Regions from separate parts of the Zea mays genome. Here region 2 is linked to region 1. A link is a contact called in public Hi-C data. All regions are on one chromosome and are shown on one strand. The core of a region is the stretch at or near the end of the contact, and the rest is flanking DNA. Distances in the headings are between cores, read along the strand shown.

The links. A called contact is a pair of places that touch in the nucleus more often than the background predicts.
Region 2: a Hi-C map of ear shows a contact between it and region 1, with 3 times the contacts expected there. The contact joins two enhancer-like sites. A contact is called at or near these places in 2 of 25 Hi-C or Micro-C datasets (ear and tassel).

The regions. Positions count from the first base shown.
Region 1 is chr6:19,589,420-19,596,887 of Zm-B73-REFERENCE-NAM-5.0, reverse strand. It overlaps the pseudogene LOC103630883. Among protein-coding and RNA genes, the nearest start is that of LOC100281021, 20 kb to the left of the region's middle. Within about 2 kb of position 3,742, at least 15 of the 20 cell types and tissues checked have an H3K27ac peak or open chromatin away from gene starts, as enhancers often do. A contact at or near this core is called in ear and tassel, where this site is marked.
Region 2 is chr6:19,756,716-19,763,779 of Zm-B73-REFERENCE-NAM-5.0, reverse strand. The region is part of intron 1 of LOC109939223; the gene reads right to left. Among protein-coding and RNA genes, the nearest start is that of LOC109939223, 13 kb to the right of the region's middle. Within about 2 kb of position 1,844, at least 17 of the 20 cell types and tissues checked have an H3K27ac peak or open chromatin away from gene starts, as enhancers often do. A contact at or near this core is called in ear and tassel, where this site is marked.

The sequences.
Region 1 (7,468 bases), core at 2,493-4,992:
CTTCGTGGGCAGCTTCCCTCCGATCATCGCCGTGGGTAAGTCGCCTGCCCATTTAATCACCATGGTCCCAGCATTATTTTGCGCAGTTAGGATCGAAGTTTAGAACCCGGACGCGCGGGTCGGTCACCTCGCCGGTGATGGCGCCGCCGCGGAAGGGTAGCGCCGCCGCGCGGCTCTGTTGGGTTGGGGGCGATCCTCGGGCCGTCCGATCGCTTTTTGACGGTCCCGATTAGATCGAAGATACCCTTTCGTTCAAACGAGCTTCGACCGTAGATTTAAGATCCGAGGGTTGTGCGTTGGTCTCGGTTATGTTGAGCGCGAGCCGTTGATCGCCGATTGAACGACTGTAGATGCGTACCGGTTCGGGTGATGAGTGGATCTAATCCGAGCCATCCGCGTTTGATCGAACGGACCAGATTAGAAGTTACCCCTTCGCCGTGTAAATTTAGTAAAGAGTCCCTCGGTTTCACAGAAATAAACCCGTCGTCCAGTAGTCACTGTGCGCTGTGTCTCGGGCAACTTGCCCCGAGCCCCCTGGGTTTCTCTAGATTTGAGGCCCAGTCCAGCACAGTTTTAAATTGATTAAATGATTAGGAAATTGGATTTTTAATACAAAAATAAATCCTAGAACTTGAATAAATCATATAAAATCCATTTTTAGTCCAAATTCATCCATTCCAGTTCCTAAAATTTTGTAATTTTATTCTCTAGCACTTAGTGTATCTGTTTTATCATGAAAACAGTAAGGAAATTTATTTATCACTTAATCCTATTTAAAGCACATAAAACCTTTGAAAATGCATAACTTAAAATCTATAACTTAGAAAATTATGATTCCAGTTCCTAAGTTTTTATTTTAATATGTAGAATACCTCTGTGTAATTTGTTTATATGTTTGGTGTAATGTTAATTTCTCTATATGCACTGTGCTTGTTTGTATTGTGGCGAGTAGAAGAACCCGTTGCTGAGGATACGGGTGAGCAGCATATTGAAGTAGCTGAGCAGGAGCTCATTGAAGGCAAGTTGTGCCCTTGACCACTTTTTACCCAATAATGTTCTTTAATATCACATACTCATGCATAGGTTAATTTTGATGGGACCCAATAGGTCACCCTAGATTGTTTATCTCATTACCTTGTTTACCCCTGAATCACTTGGGTAGTTTGCTATTGCTTTATATGGTTTTGGGATAATCATTTATTACCTCTATGTTCCAATTCTTGTTGTTATTCTGTTTATATTCATGTTGATATCATTAATGTTAATTGGAACATAGAGCTTAACTTGAGAAACACGTGCCACCACAAGGGTTTATGGACGCCCTTGGCTGATTAATTAGGAAAGCTAGTGGAAGACTACCTTACCCGAAAGGGGCAAGGGCAGTAGGGGAGAGGTCAGTGCAGGGAGGTCCCTGGTTGATTTTGCTGCGATGGCGGTCAGCCAGGAACCCTGTACTGGATCTTCCTATAAACTGTAGCGGGTTTTCGGAAGCTAGTGGAACTTTGTAAAGGCCTCGTAGTGTTGCCCTGCCGCGCTTCCTAGGTAGAGGTGTATGGGATTCATGACCCCTTGGCAGATGGGTAACATGACTTGTGGGTAAAGGGTACAACCTCTGCAGAGTGTAAATCTGGTATACTAGCCGAGCTCACGGTCATGAGCAGCTCAGGACTCTCTGATGTTTAATTTATGGAACTTAAATTCAATTTGTCATATGCATTGCATGGGTTTATTATTAATTTTGTTCTATTACTTTACTTATGGTTTGGTATTTACTTACACTTAGTAATTGCTAATAAAATTTTGACCAACTACTTAAAAGCAACGCTCAGCTTTAACCCCTATCATTGATTAGCCTTACACTTCATGAACTCCCACCTTTGGTGAGTTCATGTCACATTATTCCCCACAACTTGTTGAGCGATGATCATGTGTGAGCTCACTCTTGCTGTCTCACACCCCCCCACAGGAGAAGAGCAGGTGGTTCAGGAGGAGCCACAAGGCGAGGAGTATGATCTAATCTAGGTGGCGTTTCTCAGTTGACATTGGCGCCGACGATCCTTAGTTCGTTTTATCTTTATCTGTTATTTTGTAATAAGACTTCCGCTATGTAAAAATTACTCTGATTATTGTGACATTTATCTCTATGCACTCTGTTATTATATATGTTGTCTTCTTGGCGCATGTATGAGATGCACCTGGCTTTGTTCCTTAAAGCCGGGTGTGACAAAGAATCAGGGGGAGAAATTCTCCGTGATATTTGACCTGTTTTGTCCATCATATTACACTCTTTTCTTTGTATGAGTTTTGCCTTATTGAGGTTTTCTCATCCAAAGTTTTTAACGAGGTAATATCAACTAAGCTATATGCTTCATCATTAATTTTCCCCACGGGGGTTTTTATGCATGATGATTACAAGCATATTTTCTTTTGGAGTTCAATATGAGTTTTACTCATAATCCAAAAGACATTGTGTACTCCTTATTTTTCCCACAGGGTTTTTGAGGAGATGGTATAATGAAAGACAAATTGCAGATGATCAAATGGACTTGGATTGATCAAGGGGGAGTGTTACAAAATATTGTGTACAAAGTGATCAACCCCTATCTGACAGTTTTCTCCCAAAGGACACACCCCTTGGGAGACACTGCATCCATTGTATATAAGAGATCCTATCTGCAATAAAGTTGACAACTGTCATTCCCTCTGTTCACTTGTCTGCCACTGAACCCTAACAGATTTCTCTCAAAACGCTCAGCATGCCACATCATCTGCATTCAATGCGCCACATCAGCATACATCATCTTCCACCAAACCAACGATTAATATCAGCTGTCCACTTGATCTTCTTTTCATCTCCACCAATATATGCAGATGCAAACAGTCACCGTAGTGGCTTAACATTATTAGCATAAAAGCTCCAGTGCAACACATGAAAGTCTACCGAAAAGCTCTCTCAAATCTCGCAGCAACGCGCGGGGAATCACCTAGTTACTTAGTAAAATTCAAGCACAAGTTTTCAACCTCTGAGAGAATATAGATATTTTTTAAAATTATATTTTATTGATGCATCGTTCCCGGGAAAATGGATCCGCGTAGCGGATGGTGAATAATGACCCCTACTTAGGCCCCAGTGTAGACGTGGATGAAACTAGGGAATGTTGTCTAGGATTAGATGATAATGTAGTCTAAGAATAGATGTTGGTGCATGGGTATGGTTCTCGTAGGCCAGTACCGCCTGATGCAGAGGTATGGGCTGGCCGAACGTATGGGTACAGTGTACGCCTCTGCGCAGAGTAAATCTATTCGAATAGCCGAGGCTCGCGGTTATGAGCCCACATAGTTAAAGCTCCCGGCGATTAGATTTCATATTGTATGATTGGTGAGACAGGGCAGTGGCCCTTAGAGAGAGTGATAAGGCAAATGTCATCTCAGGAGGACCCCCCGTGGTCTCTGTGTTTATTAAAACTCCGAAACTGGAAAAATCGGAACCGAAACAAAAAAAACCGGAACCGATCAAACCGTAATATTCTTCGGTTACCATTCTTCAGAAACCGAAATTTAATTCGGTCTTCGGTTTAAACCGAAAAAACCGAACTTTAAACCTAATAGCTGCTACACCATACAACAAAAGCTGTCGGCTCATGGGCTCGCGACAATCTGCTGGCTGCTGCTCAGAACCCAATAGCTCATGGGCTCACGCCAAAGCTGTTGGCTGTTGCACCATAGGCTCATGGGCTCACGCAAAGTTTCCGGTGTTGAGTCATGGTGTCATGTGTCCCTGTTAAAAAAACACATCTTCACTTGAGCCCATGCACGCACTTGCTTTCTTTTCAGTTCCAGTTTCACTTTCTACCCTCGCCTGCGTGCATCGCATCGGCCCGGCCGTCGCGCTCTCTCACTCTCTGCGCTCCTCCTCCTGCTGCTAATTAATTGATGGAGGTGCCGGTTCGAGCAGGGGAGCCGGAGCCTGGAGTGGCTTCACGACCATGTGTGCCGCTGAGCGCTGAATCGGGCAAATCGGTTTTTTCGGTTAAACCAAAAACCGAACCGAAGTTATAGGTTAACCGAATAATCAGTTTTTCTTTTTCTAAACGGAATTTCGATTGTCATTTTCTAGAAACCGAACTTTAAAAAAAACCGAACCGAAAAATTTGGATTAACCGACTGCCCAGCCCTACCTCCGACCACCTTTTGTTTTGGCGTGTGCAGCTCGGAGACTTTCCAGAGAAATCGCGTGTGTGTACGATTAAAAAAGGGAAGATGAGGAGTCTGCGTCGGAGAAGGCTGGTTGAATAAGAAGGGACACGTGGACGGTAGGATATGGCACAGGTATGCAATCAAACGGACTGTGAAAAATGACCGACGTGGCGTAGCTAGATTTGCATCGTCGGGGCCTGCTTTAATATATAGAAAATAGAATAGAATAGAATAGAAATAGAAACGACGGGACTTCGCCGAGCACCGCTTCGAACGCAAGCATTCTGGTGACCTCCTCATGCGGATCCAGGTGTGTCCCATGCATGTGTTTTAATTATTACGTAATCTCAGTAAAAGAAAAACAGAACATATATATGATAGCACCATGCATGTAGCGTACGTGGTGAGTTTTTTTTATGACCTCATATAAAAAAGGTATACGTAGTAGACGAGTTAATGTCTGGGACCATGCATGGACATACCTCTCCCACCGATCGCCTTGTTTTGGAAGACAGAAACGTACGTTTCGTTATTGAAACTCGTCAACTCTTACTGATATATTCTACCCTGGAGTGTTTGCGGACTACTACTTCGTAGTCCGTGTTACGTAGAATGTTTGATACTATCTAGGAGTATTAGATATAGAGTAATTATAAAACTAATTACATCGCCGGAGCTAGAGTACTTTGCGAGACAAATCTATTAAGTCTAATTAATCCATTATTTAGCACATGTTTACTGTAGCACACATTGTCAAATCATAGGCTACTAGTTAGGTGCCCGTGCGTTGCAACGGCACGCAAAATGTTTGATAAAATATTGGTGCACAACGATTATATGAAAATGAACGAATATGCTTTGTGTGAACCCCAAAAAAGAATTGCAATGCAACAATGAACAAATGGCATACGATGATGTGGGGAACAATACCAATCCATGGATGAGAGGACTCTTGCACTATGCTAAAACAGATGGACACCAGAAGGAATGTTGCATAGAATCCTGACAATGAAACCATACAAATACACACTACTAACTACAATATAACAAGGCAAAGATATGCACTACCAACTATATGCGTCCATCACTTCCAGCCAGTGCCACACTCAAACCACCTGTTTTGCTGCGAGTGTCACCATTGAGTAAGCGACTATTCGAACCCATATTTTCAGTTTTTTAATTGTATTATCCTTCCAAGCTGAGATGGAAAGCTTATACTATAGCATAGTCATTCTTCCTTTCATCAGAAGTCAAGTTGACATAGATTGAAGGCAAATGAAACCAAAGAGAAAAGTAATGGAAATATGTAAAATTCAGTGGATGAGTTCTATATGATTTTTACTACATTAAGATAAAAATGTTGTGACATGCTCTTGCAGTTTGTACTCACGCACAAATGAATATGCGCTCCTAAGTCCCATGTTTATCCTGCCTATATCAGATGAAAACTGAAAACAAATACAACCTTGCACCCATGCACCAATAACTATGCACTCCTAAGATCCATGTTTTTATCTTGCCTAGATGAGATGAAAACTGAAAACAAATACAACCATATATTTATCTAAAACTAAGTTGACAAAAAAATTCAGCCTTGCACGGGCATTTGCTATTGTAGGTCTGCAAAGGAAGGATCAAGCACCAACCTCAGCCCAAATTAGGGGCATTTACTTGGGCGAGGCACCCTCAAACCCAACGATATCATCTTTTGATGTCACCATTCCCATGAATGTCTTCATGAACTACACCATTGCTAAAACCCATTCGTGGAGGAATCACATGCTAATCAATACAAATACAGATTAATGGATTTTAATTCTTTATGTTGAACATACTTACTACTTCGACTACATATTTCACCTGTGAGATTCAAAAACCAGCCACACTCAACCATGAAAACTTGACTCGTCATAAGGAACTCCTCCCAGGTAAATAACCAATGATGTTTACTTGGCCACCTCATGTAACCTTTTGTTATTCAATTTATATTTCTTCTGTAATTTCCATCCTATACAATATAGAATGTGAACCATAAAATAATATATTGGTAATTATATTTATTGCATGTATGTAGGTAATAAAGCAAGCACAAACCCGGTATCTGTTTCACTGTTTTGGAAAAATAAACTGACATCATGCGATGCCAGTGATAGTTAGTTAATATTGCTGATAGAAAAAACCTTTATAGGCGCAAACCTAGTATGTATTTCATGTCATTGCTATTAAATGAAACGTCCAGAATCTGAAATTTCAAATATTTTAACCAACCAAATTGAATTAACTTCCTTACCATGTACTTAGCATCAACAAAAGGGTCATCCACAGCCACAACTTCAATATCGTCCCTGCTTGATGCAATTCACATGACCAACCTACAAATCCACCCAAAACCTACAGCAACAAGAAAAGGGAGCAAGAGCAATCAAAAATAAAATCTGATATAGTTCTCCTAGTTCATACTTGCATCGAACTGTGAACTCAGAAAGCCAAGAATGGTCTATTTTTAGAGTCCCAAGAGTGATATATTTGCTAAATGTACTTAGCTAGTGCAACAAATACTAAACCGAGAACTAAAAACTACCTTTGTAAAACCTTAAAACAAAACATCGCAAGTGGTGTGTGGTTGCAATGTGCACTAAATATTAGTGAGAAAGGCTAGTCAAGCCGAAGACAGAAAACACTGACCAGCAAGGCCAAAGGTGATCAATGGTTGACCTGCCACATTCAGATTACAATACGATAGTTTTCATTCACGTCAATTTAGCCCCTACGGTTGTACATAAATAACTCATCGTTGATTCGATATTTGTCTTCTCGCCACTTGATTATTTTGCATAGAAACAAAGGGAGAACAAAACTATAACTCCACCGTAGACTGCAAAATTCACACAAGATGATTGGTCGGTGGGTGCAACAGCTGCTTATGTGGCACGACAGGGGCGCCTGCATAGCTATCTCCCTCGTCAGCTCGATGCACCTCACACTTCAATTCACAAGAAGTTAGATAGGTTGGACCAATGTCTAAAACTACGCTTCAATTCACAGAACCTACAATATATCAGCAAGGCACGTTAGTGGAGGGCACCTGCAATGTGCTAGGAATCACACATCACTACATAAAGGGTGAGAACACTGCAATTAATCAAAACAATGTACATCAAGGGTGAGAACACTGCAATGCTACATTTCAATTCAAAGTTAGCATAACATAGCTACATGCATTGGTAAGTGCTGGTGAGAAGAAGTGAAATTGGCATAAAACTGTCTTAAC
Region 2 (7,064 bases), core at 595-3,094, 170 kb before region 1:
CGAACTAGGTTCAAAGATGATACAACAACCGTTCCTCGGCAATGGTGCTAGAAATGCTTGTTGGTATTTCTTAATGTATGCAGAAAGAATCCGCAAGCACATGGAATTACCATTGTAGCACTTCACCCGGAAGTATTCAGGGTATCGTATTTTCCGGAGGGAACGGAGGTACTTTTCTAGCTAGTTCGTCCAAGGACAACACAAGGACAGAGTTGGCAAGGGTAGAGAAGGATTTCTAAGGCTTTAGGGTCCATGGATAGATAAACTCTACTACTACTTGCTTACTTCGGACATTGGCGTACACCTGGTCTACCAAGCGTTACCGGCCTATAGCTCTACGCTGAACCCGAACGTGGGGGTTTACAAGGGATGGACAGGGCCATCACCACCTGCCGCCCACCCCTCAACCGTGGGGAACGAGGCAGACGAAGGTAGCCTCTAGCCTAGACACCACATCTACGCTATCGATTACTACTCTAGCGTTGATCAGGGTTATCCATCTCTATCAGGGCCCTCTACTGGAGTATCCGTTACATGAACAGACGATGAACCCGCAAGTGAATAAGACTAAAGCTCAACTAACGGAAAGACTTTTATAGAAAAAACCACGAACACTTAGCGAAAGATTTTGCCAAGGTACAAAAGCTTGTGTTCGTAGAGGTACAAGGGGAAAGGCTATCGACAAGTCCAGAACTTCCATGATCTTCCCCTCACATCTCTCCCTATCAACTCTAGATAGCTAGCTAGTGCCTAGGCCCATGGAGTGGTGTTCTTATTTCTACAAATGAGGTAGTTCTTCTTCTCCTCTGTGTGTTGTTGTTTTGAGAGGAGAGGGAGCCTCCTTCTATAGGTGGAGATGAGGTAGTTTATCCCTTTGAATATTCCTTCTCCCTCATTAAGTGAGCCAACCGACCTCTAGGTGCAGTGAACCTGGACAAAACCTTAGCAACCACCTTTGTAAAGTCAATAAGAGGCAACCCATGTGAGATGGGGTCGTTTGGGCTAGCTGGGGGGCGCAACAGGGGTGCGACCACACCTTGGTTGAGCCCAAACCTGCCCATCTTCGATGGGTGATCTCCTGTGAGTTTTGTGACCTGACCCATGGGTGGTTGGCGCGAAGTTGACGGTGATTTGCTTTGGTTATGGACTTGTTCTCTACTTGTTTGGGCCTTGAATCTTCTAGTGATTGGGCCCCTCTCCTTTGGGCTTGCGTAAAATGGTATTTATGCTTTGTTCCTTTGCACATTCTTGGCCCTTTATGTGCATCTCCATAAATATCATCCCGCTAAAGGTCAGACACCAAAACTTGAGGAAATTGTTAGTTTAAAGTCCTATTTCTAAGTTTAGGTATTTGTTGTAACACCCTAAAATTTGCCTAATTTTGAAAACCTAATTTTCTAGAATTTAATAAACCAAATATGAATTTATTTGGATTTAATAGGAATTAGTTATTATTTTCTCTATGGGATAAATAATATTTTTGGTAATAAAAATATTTTATAAAAATATTGTTTGATGCATTAATGCTGGAACATTATTTTTGGATTGATTTGTTGCGAGGAAATTTGAATTCAAATTAGATTTGAATTTGAATTTGAGAAATGGATTTGAAAACACAATAAAAATGAAAGGAAAACTTAAGCTTACCTGGAAGCCCAAAGCCACAACCTGCTTCCCCATCCTCTTTACACGCAGTCTTCCAAAGTTGTTGCTACAGCCCAGCTCCAAACCGAAACGCGGCCCATCTCTTCTTTTCTCTCCGCGCAAAGCCCAGTGAAGAGCGTGGTCAACTCCAGCTGTCCGCGGCCGTAGCCCAGCAGCTTGAGGCCCAGTATCGCGTGGCCCATTTCCGCTGAAAGCGCGCACTCCCTCTTCTGTCTCGACCACCGACAGGTGGGCCGTGCCTTGCTTCCACTGACAACCGGGCCCGCGCTATCAACTTCTTCCTCTTCCTCGTGCTAGAGTTCAGATCGATCACTGTCCGATGGCGTTCATCCGTTGGACTCCTTTCCCCGCGTGCTTCCCACGTCAGGACAGACTATAAAATGAGGACCAGGCCCCCCCGCATCACCTTACGCAACTCGTATCTAGTGCTAGCTCTTGTTTCCGTGCTTTGTTCATTGAATCCGCGAGCTACCGTGAGTTTCACCCGCCACCGAATCTCGCCGAGATCAGAGCGTTGCTACTCTTGTGAGCCGGTTCGCGAGTTGCACAAGAATCTCATGGAGTTTTTCCCGCGGGTAATCGGAAATTTTGGGCACTGGTTGGTCCTCTTCCAGTTTACAGTGCCAGATTTTCGCTGTATGCTGTCTTCAGGTCTCAACAAGTCTTCCGCGTCGTGCTTATCTAGTCAGGTAAAGAGCCCTAGCCTTCCTCTCGCTCCTAGTCTAGATCCGGCAGTGATTAGTGAGCGGCAGCAGGAGATCGGAATTTTTCCGGTGAGTTCACCACCGCTTAATTTGAAATTCATAATTAGGTTTAAACTCTAATTACTTTTGAATAGGAAATCTTGTTTAATTCATAGTTTATTCATTTTAAGTCCGTTATGGGTGATTCGACTAGCATTGGATTCGTGTCATCGTGCTCTAGGTGTTAATGTTAATGTTTATCATGCTACTCCTTTATAAATTTATTGGTTAATAGTAGTTTGATTAATGCTTTATGAAATAGGGTTTATAATTAAAATTAACCTAGATAATCATTAAGATTAATATTAATATTCATGTCTTTTTTTATTATAACATGTTTAGTTCCACTTTAAGATGTAAATGCTTTTATTTAGCCCTTGTCACATGTTCCTAAAGTTTGTAAGTTAGATATTAAATGATTAATATATGCAAATGAATGTCATCTTAAAGTTAATACTAGAATTTGATCTATGATTTGTTGTAAATAAAATCTTAATTAGTTTTCACTTGTTCAAGTTTAAATCTCATTAATCTAATCTGAATATTCTCTAAAATAGTTTATATGATAAAGTTTATAGTGTTCCTTTGATTTATCTTATAAAGGAAAATCTTAGGAAAATCATACATTTTCAACCGTAGCTCCGTTTTGAGTGAACGACCTATCCACGTGATCGTAGCGATGCATAGGTTAGTTTTACAATATTTTCATCTTGTGTTTTCATTGATTGGTATACTGTTCTAATATAGATGTATATGTGTATGCTATGCATGTGCTTGTCTGGTATGCTTGTGTGGTATTCTATGATCGTGTCCAATCGGTGAGAATTACGTGGTGATCAAGAATTGAGTATTTGAAGATTGTCATCTACAGAAGAAGGATCTCAAGTCAAAGGCAAGTAAAACATGGGACTATCCTTGTTACCTATTCACTTTTAATCATCATGATTCATATTGCATGTTTCTAATTTGTTACCTTAAGGACATCTTAGATATTGTTTATCTTGTGCCTTGATACCTATTGGGTTAAATTGCATATGGGTAGTTATTACTAGTGCTTGAATTAAAGTAATATGATTTGAATATGAAATACTAGTTACATTGAATGATGGCAACATGAAATGATGATCCCAAGATGATGTTTAACAATTTGGATTCAAGGGGGCTAGACTTTTGTTCTAGCATTCCTCTACTTAAGGACTTATCTGTAAGTGAAATCCAGGATTGACAGTGCTACCGTGGGGGCTATATGGCTCTGGTATTAGTTAAGTATGAAGATAGTTTCTTTCATATTGGCTTTTAATCCGGAGCTCTTTGCCGAGCCGGTATTAACCCTAGATCTCTGTGTGTACAACTGCGGTATGTGCCATTTAGATAGCATTTAATATCCCTTGCCACTGAATCTGGATTGACTGTTAATATGTTTGGAAGCCTTTTGAAAGACTTCTTAGTGAACCCTTCCAGCCTATCTCAGAGTGGGTTAAGAGGCTAGTTATCTCTTGTAGTGGGAGGTAGTTACCTCGGGAGAAAGGGTAAATCACGGCCCACGGGTAAATATGCGCAACCTCTACAGAGTGTTTTAAAACTAGTATACTAGCCTTGCTTAAGGTCACGAGCGGCCTTGGACGTCTTGCAGAATAGAGATATGAACAGAGGCTATGATGAATGAGACATGGATTCAAGAGTATGGTGGTTACTGGGTGATGATGGATTGTGATGAGAACTTATAATAATAACTATATGGGTTAATGGGGTTAAGCATAACTTGTTGTTATTATATTTAATTGCTAAAAAGTTTGACTTACTATTAAAAGCTGATGCAGTAAACCAGTGTCTATCCTTTTGAGCCTCATAGCCCCATGTTATATTTGTTGAGTATGTACGTGCTCACTCTTGCTATTTCAACTACGATAGTCAAGGCTTGTGATCAACCATTCAATTGTCCCTGTGGAGTTGGTGTCTACACCTGAGGAACGAAGTTGTCTATCCGCTGATTGCTATATAAGGTTATACTCTGATTATATTACGTATGTTATTATAAAGCGTCTTTTGATATTATCATATTTGTGACTATATGTGAGATTTGATATCCTGGGCTCACATATGATGTGCATCTGGATTTGTCCTTAAATCCGGGTGCGACAAAGTGGTATCAGAACAATGTTGACTGTAGGACGCAAGCCTAGTTAGAACTGGAACGTTTTAGCATGCTCCATTTATCTGATTCTTACTTCTCACCTAGGTCTTGCTACCTACCAACATCCTGCTCATCTTACCTCACTTCTAATTGAAAGGGAAATATGCTTTAAAACCTTTTCCTAAATGATTTTGGTGGTTGAATGTCCAACACAAACAATTGGACTAATTAGTTTGCTCTAGATTACATGTTCTACAGGTGCCAAAGATTCAACTCAAAACCAATAAAAAGAACAAGACATGGTTCAAAAGAAAGGAGCAAAGAGAAACCGAAGTGCTCCCTGGTATGGCGCACCGGACTGTCCGGTGTGACACCGGACAGTGTCCGGTGCACCACCGGACAGTGTCCGGTGCACCAGGGAGGATTGCCTTCAAACTCTTCACCTTCGGGTTTCTCAGGCGCAGCCCACTATAATTCACCTGACTGTCCGGTGCACCACCGGACAGTGTCCGGTGCTCCAGAGTGAAGCGGCTCTGAACTAGCCAGCTTCGGGAAAATGGGAGGCCGCTCCGCTAAAATTCACCGGACTGTCCGGTGCACCAGCGGAGCAACGGCTACTTCGCGCCAACGGTCGACTCTGACAGAGAACAGTGCTGAACAGTACACGCGGCAGAAGTCAGAGCAGAAGATCAGAGGGGCACCGGACTGTCCAGTGCTGCACCGGACTGTCCGGTGCCACATGAGGACAAAGCCTCCAACGGTCGACCAGCTCCAATCTCAACGGATAGGATGACGTGGCTGGCGCACCGGACATGTCCGGTGTGCACCGGACTGTCCGGTGCGCCCATCGCCAGCAGCTTCTCCAACGGCTACAAAATTGGATGGTGGCTATAAATACCACCCCAACCGGCCACTTCAAGGTGTGGGAGTCCAAGCAACATTCCAAGTCATCTAGTTGACATACTCAAGCCCTCCCCACCACCTATATTCATTGATACATCCTATACACAAGATCTAGCCCACTACAACCAACACAAGTGCCACAAAAGAGAGAGCAAGCAATTGAGAGCTACTCAATTGAGTTTAGCCCTAGTGCCTTGTGAGATACATTGAGAGATAAGTGTGTGCTTCATCCTTGTGTTCATTTGCGCGTGGAGTTTTGACTCCCATTCAAACTTCCTCCAAAGTGTTGGAGGCTTGTAAAAGCTAGCAAGAGACACCAAAGAGTGTGGTGGTCCTTGCGGGATCGAGAGTGATCCTTGAGAAGAAGAAGAGCTCATCGATCCTTGTGTGATCGGTGGAGAGAGGGAAAGGGTTGAAAAAGACCCGTCCTTGAGTGAAATCCTCAACGGGGACTAGGCCTTCGAGGGCCGAACCTCGGTAAAACAAATCACCCGTGTTCATTGTGTTTCTTGCTTGTGATTTGTTTGCTTTCCTTTCTCTAAGTTTTCTTGCGCCATTCCTCGCTAACATATTTTGGTGTTGCTTCAAGTTAAATACTCATTTGGTGGAGCAACCCTTTGCAAGAAAGAACTTTACTTATTGCTCTTCTCATCTAAGCCTTCTTGCTCTACTATCCATATATCTAGTAGTTGTATTGTTTATCAATTCCGCATTATTTCAAAGCAACCTTGGTTACAAGCAAAGGACTTAGTTCTTATACTCCGATAATCATATTTCTTGTTCTAACCACTAATCAAAGGATCTAGTTGGGGGATAAAGTTTTAATTTTCAGGCTTCGCCTATCCACCCCCCCTCTAGGCGACTTTCAATTGGTATCAGAGCTAGGCACTTCATCTTGAGTCTAACAACTCGAAGTGATGGCTCGTAGAAGATCCCAAAAGAACAAGAAGACAACTCCGAATGAGAACAAGGAGGTAACTCTTGAGATATTACTTTCCGATTGTTCTAATTATGATTCATGGTCCACTAGAGTAATAAATGCCTTTAGAATCATAGATCCACAATTAGAACAAATTTTAGACAAGAGTATTATTCCTCCTAACTATGCTAGGGAAAATGCCTCCGAAGAAGATTTAAGATGTATTCGCTTAAACTATCTAGCTTATGACATCTTAAGTAAATCCCTTAGCAAAGAAGATTATCATGCTTTCATAATAAAATATGATAAACCTATTTGTGATGTGCATGATATTTGGACTAGAATTAAAACTAAATTTGATAAGTCAAAACATGATAGTTCATTTTGTGCTTCTACTTCCTTTGGTATTTGTGATACTAATCATTGCAAGGAAGAAGAAGAAAATGATCGATGGAGACCAAACGATGAATCCACCTCTCCAAAAGGTTTGTCTTCCCATCTCGATTCCCACATGTGTTGTGTGGCTAATGAAATTGATAGCGGAAGCACAAACGAGGAAGAGGAGGAAGAAGGAAGCTCCGTGCAACTCTACGCTCACCTAAGCCAAGAAGATAAGGCGGTTATGCTCAAACTTCTAGAAAGAGCGAAAGAGGAAAGCAAAGCTCGTCAAATGCTAGAAGATATTCTCTCCATGAAAATG